Linked DNA regions of Xenopus laevis: region 2 is linked to region 1. The links are chromatin contacts, called in public Hi-C maps. All regions are on one chromosome and are shown on one strand. The core of a region is the stretch at or near the end of the contact, and the rest is flanking DNA. Distances in the headings are between cores, read along the strand shown.

What was found. Hi-C and Micro-C count contacts between places; a contact is called where the count stands out from the background.
Region 2: a contact with region 1 is called in a Hi-C map of the XL177 cell line, with 4 times the contacts expected there. The contact joins two enhancer-like sites. A contact is called at or near these places in 3 of 4 Hi-C or Micro-C datasets (the XL177 cell line, the XTC cell line and animal cap).

Annotation. Positions count from the first base shown.
Region 1 is chr2L:138,682,512-138,686,851 of Xenopus_laevis_v10.1, forward strand. No RefSeq gene overlaps it. Among protein-coding and RNA genes, the nearest start is that of rgcc.L, 32 kb to the right of the region's middle. Within about 2 kb of position 2,295, at least 1 of the 7 cell types and tissues checked has an H3K27ac peak or open chromatin away from gene starts, as enhancers often do.
Region 2 is chr2L:138,803,828-138,808,167 of Xenopus_laevis_v10.1, forward strand. It overlaps a transcript of vwa8.L not described here. Among protein-coding and RNA genes, the nearest start is that of rgcc.L, 89 kb to the left of the region's middle. Within about 2 kb of position 1,959, at least 1 of the 7 cell types and tissues checked has an H3K27ac peak or open chromatin away from gene starts, as enhancers often do.

The DNA.
Region 1 (4,340 bases), core at 1,045-3,544:
GCAAAGATCTGATTGGTTGCTATAGGTAACATCATCGGTAGGGGTTTACTCCACTTTTTACACAGCATAATAAATAGACCCCTTTGAGTTTTGGTTTATTGCAATAAAACTTACAAGTTTTGCAGGTGCCATTTTCCGGTCATAGATTTGAAAGACACATTTATTGGTAGCCATACGTAACTAGACTCTGGTGCAAATTTGGAAATTGTTGGCATCAGCATTTCAAGGTGCATTCATTACTCACATTCTATACAGGAATCATGGGAAGAAATCTTGTTGCCGCAGAAGTAATTTGAGAGTGTTTTCCGAAGCTGCCTTTCCCAATAATAATGTTATAACTGACACAAGTTGAGCTTGGCCAATATGGTAAAAGCCTGGCAAAGCCTTTGAATTGCTGCTGTTCAAATAGTCTTTAATTGGGTGGTTCGCCTTTAAGGTAACTTTTACTATGTTATAGAACGGCCAATTCTAAGCAACTTTTCAATTGGTTTTCATTATTTATTTTTTTTATAGTTGTTTGTCTTTTTCTTCTGATTCTTTACAGCTTTCAAATGGGCGTCGCTGACTCCCCTCTAAAAACAAATTGTAAGGCTACAAATGTATTGTTATTGGTACTTTTAATTACTTTTATTCAGGCCCTCTCCTATTCATATTCATATTCAAATCAATGCATGGTTGCTAAGGTTATTTTGGACCCTAGTTTCCAGATTGGTTCAGATGCAAACTAGAGAGCTGCTGAATAAAAAGCTAAATAACTCAAAAACCACAAATAATAAAAAATGAAAACCATTTGCAAAGTGTCTCAGAATATCACTCTCTACATCATACTAAAAGTTATCCTAAAGGTGAACCACCCCTTTAAGGGAAAAAGCAATTGAAACACCCCATTTAATAGGCAGAAAGCAGGAATGGAATGGCTTTTGTAATGTTTTTTCTTATTCCTTTATTAAAAAAATCAAATGGCAGATAGAACTTACTAATAGAGGCTATATTACACCTTTAGGAATCATATCCTCCATAAATCGTGACTGAAAACTAATAATCATGTCAGTATTGAACTTGACTGGCTGCTATACACAGAAAAATTGGCATTTACATTTAGGGGTCTATTTATCATACTGTGAAAAAGTGGATTTAAACATTACCGGTGATGTTGCTCATAGCAACCAATCAGATCTTTGCTTTTGTTTTTTTAATTGATAAAATCTAATTGCTGATTGGTTGCCCTGGGCAACATCACCGGTAATGCTTCACTCCACTTTTTGCACAGCATGATAAATAGACCCCTATGTATATGGAGAGAAAGTGCAGTGTTAAGGTGGCCAGACATGGGCTGATTAAAGCTGCCGATATTGGTCCTTTAAACCAAGTCAGCAGCTTATCTGCCTGTGTATAGGGGTTCCGACGGGTCTCCTCGATCGATATCAGGCCAAAAATCGTCCAGGTATAGACCGGGCAGGTTTGATTTTTCTTGGCACTCGAGGGCCAGATTGGCTAGTTGATGTGATCCTCGTCCCGCCAGCGCCCATTTCCTTCATTGTAATCTGATCGTTTGACCCTGCCTTTCGGTGAGCATATTGGGTTAAGATCCGCTCGTTTGGCGACCTTGACAAACAAACGGATCTTATTGTTTATGTCGCCTTTAGTCAGTTGTCTTTGTAGTTCTCTGTCTTACACAGAAAGGCACCCAAGTAAGAAAACTATGAAAAATGGGATATTCTGAGATTGCCAGTGCTCCCTATGTACCCTTTGTACAGTTGAAGAACATAATAGGCTGAATGTTTTATGTGCATAATAACGTAAAACTCATTTGCTTAGATACATTTATCAGCACTACAGAAAAAAGTTTGCACATGTAGCTGGAAAATGCAGCATTAGTGGGAAACAAAGTTTGATTGTAATGATTAATGGGAAAGACAAAATACACCTCTGCTGTATATAGGGTTGCCACCAGGCTGGTGTTTTACCGGCCTGGCCTGTAAAAATGATGGTTGATCCCAATGTTATTAATAGGGAAAAAAGATGAATATATAGGAAGGACGCTATTTTTTCCGGAAAAGGTGGCAACCCTAGCTGTATACAACAGCCTTTTTATGCTACTCTAGGAAAATTCATGACCGTATCCTGCCGTTGTGCGTTTGCTGACTGATTAATTTGTGGAATCTCATTTAGCTTCGAAACCATTTGTCATAATTTATAGCAATGATCCCCAACCAGTGGTTTGTCACTCCCAGTGTCCTAATAGCAGGTGCTTATTTGAAATTCCTGGTTTGGAGGCAAGCTTTGTCTGACTAAAACAAACAGAGCCTCCTGGAGACTGCCAGTCCATATAGGGGCTACCAATACCCAATCACAGCTCATATTTGGTACCCCCAAGAATCTTGTGTTTGCAACTTTTTTTACATTTGGCTCATTGGGGGTAAAGTATTGGAATCCTTGCTATGTAGGATACTTTTTATATATACACAATCAGGAGATATTTACATGAACCAGAGAAAGGAAATAGACAAAACTTTCTTGGAAATCATGTTGCCTTAATTGTTTGGAGTAGCTTTCCCTTTGCTTGATTCTTGTTGGGTTGCCACAATAATGTGACATTATACAGTTCCAAGCATTCACTTTACTGAATAACAAATCGTGGAAATTGTGCTCTCGCTGATATTTTTTATTTCAAAGCACATTTCAGCAATCAAAATGGTTGTTTTTTTAACATGACTGTTTTGTGTGAGGAAAATAAAAAACCAAAACATGCAACTTGCCTCCGTTTTCTATCCCTGCATTGTAATATTTTGTAGTGCTAACTCTGCATCAATTACAGCTTCAAAGGAAAACTATACCCCCCAAACAATGTAGGTCTCTATAAAAAGATATTGCATAAACAGCTCATATGAAAAACCCTGCTTCATGTAAATAAACCATTTTCATATTAATATACTTTTTTAGTAGTATGTGCCATTGTGTAATCATAAATAGAAAATTGCCATTTTAAAAAATAAGGGCCGCCCCCAGAGATTGTAAGATTCACTGTGCACACAAACCAAACAAACCATACTTGTTAGGTCACATGAGCCAAATAACAGACAGAGTTCTGTCTTTTGCTTCAACACTTCTTCCTGTTACAGTAAGTAAGTTGTCGTATTTCTGGTCAGGTGATCTCTGAGGCAGAACAAAGACCATCACGAAATGGTGGCTCAAGGCAAGAGATGTAAAAGGGTAAGATTTACTTAAATATATAGACCAGTTTGGTAAGATTCTTTAATATGCCACTTAATATGATGTAAACTATCTGTTGCTTAAGTATTCATTTTGGGGTATAGTTTTCCTTTAAGTCTTTAAAGGGGCAGTATACCAATTAGTTCAACATGAGTGCAATGTTCTGAGCATACTTTTTACCTGTTGTCATGAAATATAAATATATGGTTTTTGTTATCTCTAATCTGGGAAACTAAAAACTACTCCATGTTTGGTCCTTGTAGATAAGTAGATTCTTGGTACATAGATAATTGACCAATAAGGGGTAAAGGAAAGGGGCAGGTCATTATCACTTGTTAAAGGAACAGTTACATCAAAAATGAAAGTGTTTTAAAGTAATAAAAATATAATGTAGTGTTGCCCTGCACTGGTAAAACTGGTGTGTTAGAACACTACTATTGTTTATATTGGTTTAGAAACACTACTATTGTTTATATAAATAAGCTGCTGTGTAGCAATGGGGGCAGCCATTCAGAGGAGAAAAGGCTCAGGTTACACAGCAGATAGATACAGTAAGCACTGAAGAACATAATGGTGTTATCTGTTATCCACTATTTAACCTGTTCCATATAGCCTTTTTTCAACTTCCACCATTGCTACACAGCAGCTTGTTTATATGAACTATAGTAGTGTTTCTGAAGCAAACACATCAGTTTTACCAGTGCAGGGCAACAGTATATGATATTTTCATTATTTAAACACTTTCATTTGTTGGTGTTGCTGTTCCTTTGAACTAACTCCGACAAATGCAGGGAAATTAGTAAATGTAAAACCAACACAAATCTGAGTTACTGCTGTATCATAAAAATAAATAAAAGAATGTATATTCAATATAATATATATATTTTGCTCATTTTGAAAAAAAAAAATGCTTACATATACTGCTTCTGTAAAGATGTACAAGCATTAAACAATATTTCTGGACTGATTTTGGCTTATTCTTTTAGGTGTTTCCAACATTGTTGCTTAGGCCAGGTGAAGCTGTTTTAGCCCTGTTTACAAATACTTCCACCAATTCTCAATTGGAGTGAGATCAGGGAACATTGCAGGGCTGGTGATCAGTGGCACCATTAGTGAAAAGAGCTGTA
Region 2 (4,340 bases), core at 709-3,208, 120 kb after region 1:
AAAATAATTCCCATTTTATAAATGATTTCCTTTTTCTCTGTAATAATAAAACATAACCTTGTACTTGATCCCAACTAAAAAATAATTAATCCTTTTTAAAGGCAAAACAATCCTATTGGGGTTTCATTAATTAATTTCATAAATTTTTTTAAATTATGTTTTGGTAGACTTAAGGTACAGTAATCCAAATGACAAAAAAGATCCCTTATCCAGAAAACCTCAGGTCCTGAGCATTCTGGATAACAGGTCCCCTATCTGTACCGGCACATACTGATATTACCCTAAAAGTTTTTGACTAGTGTTCTTTCTGACTCTAGACAGAAAACATCAAATAAAAATGTAGCATGCTGGTTTGGGGCTCCACGCTCCAGTCAAACTGCAAGTACAAACACCCTACTATTAGCTCACTGTCAAACACAGGGATCAGAGTTATGTGCAGAATGGCACTGAAGCCTATGAAACCAATAATATGTGAATTTTCAATGCATTTGGCATAAGACTATTTGGCATGTAAAGAGTGGTGTAAAAGATATAGAACAGATACTAATGGGTATATGGTTTTTTTTTAGCTGTTTTGTCAACACAAAAAACCAAAACGCTAAATATCAGGGCCTCCCCTTGGCATTTTCATATACTGTTTAATAGCAGGGTGTAACAGGGAAAGTAGCAATAAGATCCGCCTAGCAATAAGATCTGCACACAGCCTGTATGTGAACAACTGTACCAAATCCAAAATGCCAGATCACTGGAAAACATTACAATTCTTGGCTGAAAAACCATATAAATGAATGCAGAAGCTCTTCTGTCCCTGTGAGAAAGAAGGCGTGTTTTTTACTGGAGAATATTTACTTGGAGGATAAAAGGTCTCCTTTAAATGCTTTAAAAGGTCAAGCAGAATAAGAACACAGCAAAAGCCTGAGGATTTAACAACATGAAGGTTATTAGCTACTTTGATGAGGGCTGTTTCATTGCAATCAGCTTAGTCTTTGTGCTGGAATTTAGGAAGGTTGCCCTATGAGTGGAATGGACAAATGGGTAAATACATTAATATGAGAGACACATCTCCAGTGCATGAAATCCTTAAATTTTCCTCTTATTTATAGCAGCATCAAGCATAGGCATGTAGTGCAATGGTCTTACTGCTGGGGGCACCCTGGAAGAACCATCTTTTATTAGAGAAGGATCTTTCCGTTTGTGTTGGGATGATCATTGCACTTGCCACCAGCGATTGTAGCACAGCAGGCAGGGGATGCAGAGAAAAGTACCGTAGTCTAAAAAAGCGTGACTTTATCTAATTTAAAATACCATGGAATATGGCATAGAGTTATGTGAGCATTACTATTAGCAACATATCATAGGCTTCAGTGCAGCTATGCCCAGAGCAATTTAAGGCAACTGAGAGGCCGAGTGAGTACATAAAGAATCTGAAGGCTTTGTGGATTAGAACATCAAAGAGACTAGCTCTGTACTGACTCTCAGTTACAATCCTATGCAACAAGGAACACAAAAAATATGACTGTATTTTTTACTTTAATAAACATTGCTGGTCATATGACGTGGATTCCACACAAAGCTCAGAAAAGCTCAACCAATGTGGGTGCTGCCAAGAATACTAGGATAGAGAGTAATCTCCAGCACATGCTAAACTGCTCTGGGTGTCAGGAAATAAAGTGTTTTGTGCAAAGGTTATTCCATGGATAGCCACCTTGGTGCTCCATACAGAACAACAAATCTCAGCATTTATCCAAAGCAACAAATCATTGATGAACCCCTCTTGCTCTCACCCCCAAACAAATTTTCAGCAAAATTTTATTAATTTTTTTTATTCATCTAAAAAATGTTATGCTCTTGGGAAATGAAGTCTGATTTGTCATTTAATGTTATATCTCTTACATCAGGTTGTACCAAACAAGGGAACGTTGTGCTCACCACTAATTTTTAAAACCATTAATCAGGGTACAACAGAGGCGGCCCACGCTGGCTAGGCGCCCTAGGCAAGCCGGGCAATAGCGGCGCCTGCGCGAATCTACGCTAACGTGCGCATGCGCGAACCTGCGCTCGCGTGCGCGAACCTGCGCGAGCCTGCGCTCGCGTGCGCGAGCCTGCGCTCGCGTGCGCATGCGCGAAATGGAGTTTTTGCGCATGCGCAGAAGCGGAAAAGACACGATAATAACCAGACAGTCGGGAACCGGACTTGGGGTAGGCGACAGAGGAGGTACGTGCCTGGCGCCCTACCCCAGCTTTGCGCCGTAGGCATGTGCCTACTCTGCCTACCCCTAGTTCCGGCCCTGGGGTACAATGAGGCTGTGACCAAAAAATTCACAGGTCCTCTACACTAAACCCATTATCAATATATTAAGGACTTTAAAACATTTTGTGCCTTAAGCTACTAAACAATGCCTTAGGGCAGAGACACACGCTGAGATTCGGGGAGATTAGTCGCCCGGTGACAAATCTCCTCTTCTTTGGGGCGATTAATCTCCGCAAACTGTCTTCCAACCGGCTAGAATGTGAATCGCCGGAGTGCTTCGTTTTCCAAAGTCAACCGAAGTTTCCTTGTGAAGCAACATCGGGCGTCTTTGGAAAACAAAGTGCTCTGAGTGCCATCCGCCAGCGATTTACATTCTAGCCAGTGGGAAGGCAGTTAGGGGAGATTAGTCGCCCGAAGAAAAGGAGATTTGTTGCCGGCCGACTAATCTCACTGAATTTGAGCATGTGTCTCTGCCCTACAAAACAGGGGTTGTTTGTATATTTAAGCCCATTATATTGAAAATGGGTTGAGTGCAGAGGACTCTTGTATTTGTCTATATGTATTTTGTGGTCACAGCCTCATTGCACCCCTGCAAAATGGTTTTAAATTAGTGGTACCTTTCCCTTGTTTGTTATAGTTTATACAGGAGCAGTGACCAGCTCCATGTTGTAGCTCCCACCCTTTCCAGCTATAGTCAGGTGATCCCACTGGTGTCTAATAAAAGGGCAGCCAAGTTTGGGAGTTTTACTTTGAAAGCAGCAAGTAAGTTGCAGGTAAAACTTAGTCCCTTTGTAAAATGTATAATGAAGCAATAGAATTCTTAATGAATCAGATGGAAGTTGAGTGTAGAGCTGGCCATACCAGGGATGACTTTGACGTAGTTGGCCATCTTAAATATATTGCAATATATGGACAAATAATCCCTGTTTTGTTTAAAGGGTAAGGTATTTTTAGTATCTTAAGGCATAAATGTTTCAGTGTCCTTAATATATTTATAATGGGCTGAATGCAGAGGACCTTATGTATTTATCTAAATCAGGTTGTACTTCCACAGCAGTTGGAAAGCTAAAGGTGTATTTAGTGAGAAATACACTAGTACATCCCTTCTAGCAGTATGATTTGGTTCTATTGGTGAGTGAACCCAAGTGCAAAAATAAAAACTAGGAAAAAATTAGGCCATTTTAATAAATCACATGAAAGTGTGTCTCCTTCTTAATTTTTCAGATCTATAGCAAAAACACACATATGTACCATGTGATTCTCTTCAAATTAATCTCTTCTGTGAATTGCATGTCTTTACCAGCTCAGCAGTGCCACCATGTGGATAATAACATGGACACTGCTTTCATTTAAATAAATTTCAGAAATCTGAGAACAGGAGGCAAACCAATATTTCTTCCAGTCAGAGCCACATTTACCATATAGGGCCTACTGACTGGAAGAAATATTGGCGTATCAGGGAAAATCCCCCCAGCTTGCCACCAGCCACTAAAAAGCTGAAGGGTATACTCATTATTTCACATGCTCACTGTACTGTGCAGGCACCAATTAAAAAAAATAATGGACTAAGGTCCAGTGATAAGGGCAGCGCCAGACTTAAATAAGAATTACACACACATATGTGATATATAATATAGGCTTTAAGATATGTAACATTTTCTCCCAAAGCCTGCAGATTCAGATTAAAAGAACAATTGTTACAATATACATACTGTAAACTTGCAGGATCCACAGCAGAAACTGTCTTTACTTTTAGGCAGTTCATTTACACACAGTGGTGACCATTTCAGCATACAATAAACAAACATAAATCATAAAAATAAATCCTGCCCACTGGGCACTACCTTCACACATTTTATAAGTTCCCTCACTTAACTGGGCCCCTTGTACAAAAGCACATACTCACGATACTTCTTTGGGGGATTGCTCAGCCTCCTAACTTTCCTAAAGGTGGCCATACACGCAGGGGCGATCCTGGCCTTTCCGCCGCCTGAGGCAGCAGCAGTTGCTGCTGCCCCCCCTCCCCCGGAAATTTGCTCTTAAAGTACCAGGAGCAGCATTTTTGCTGCCCCTGGTACCTAGTGGAGCG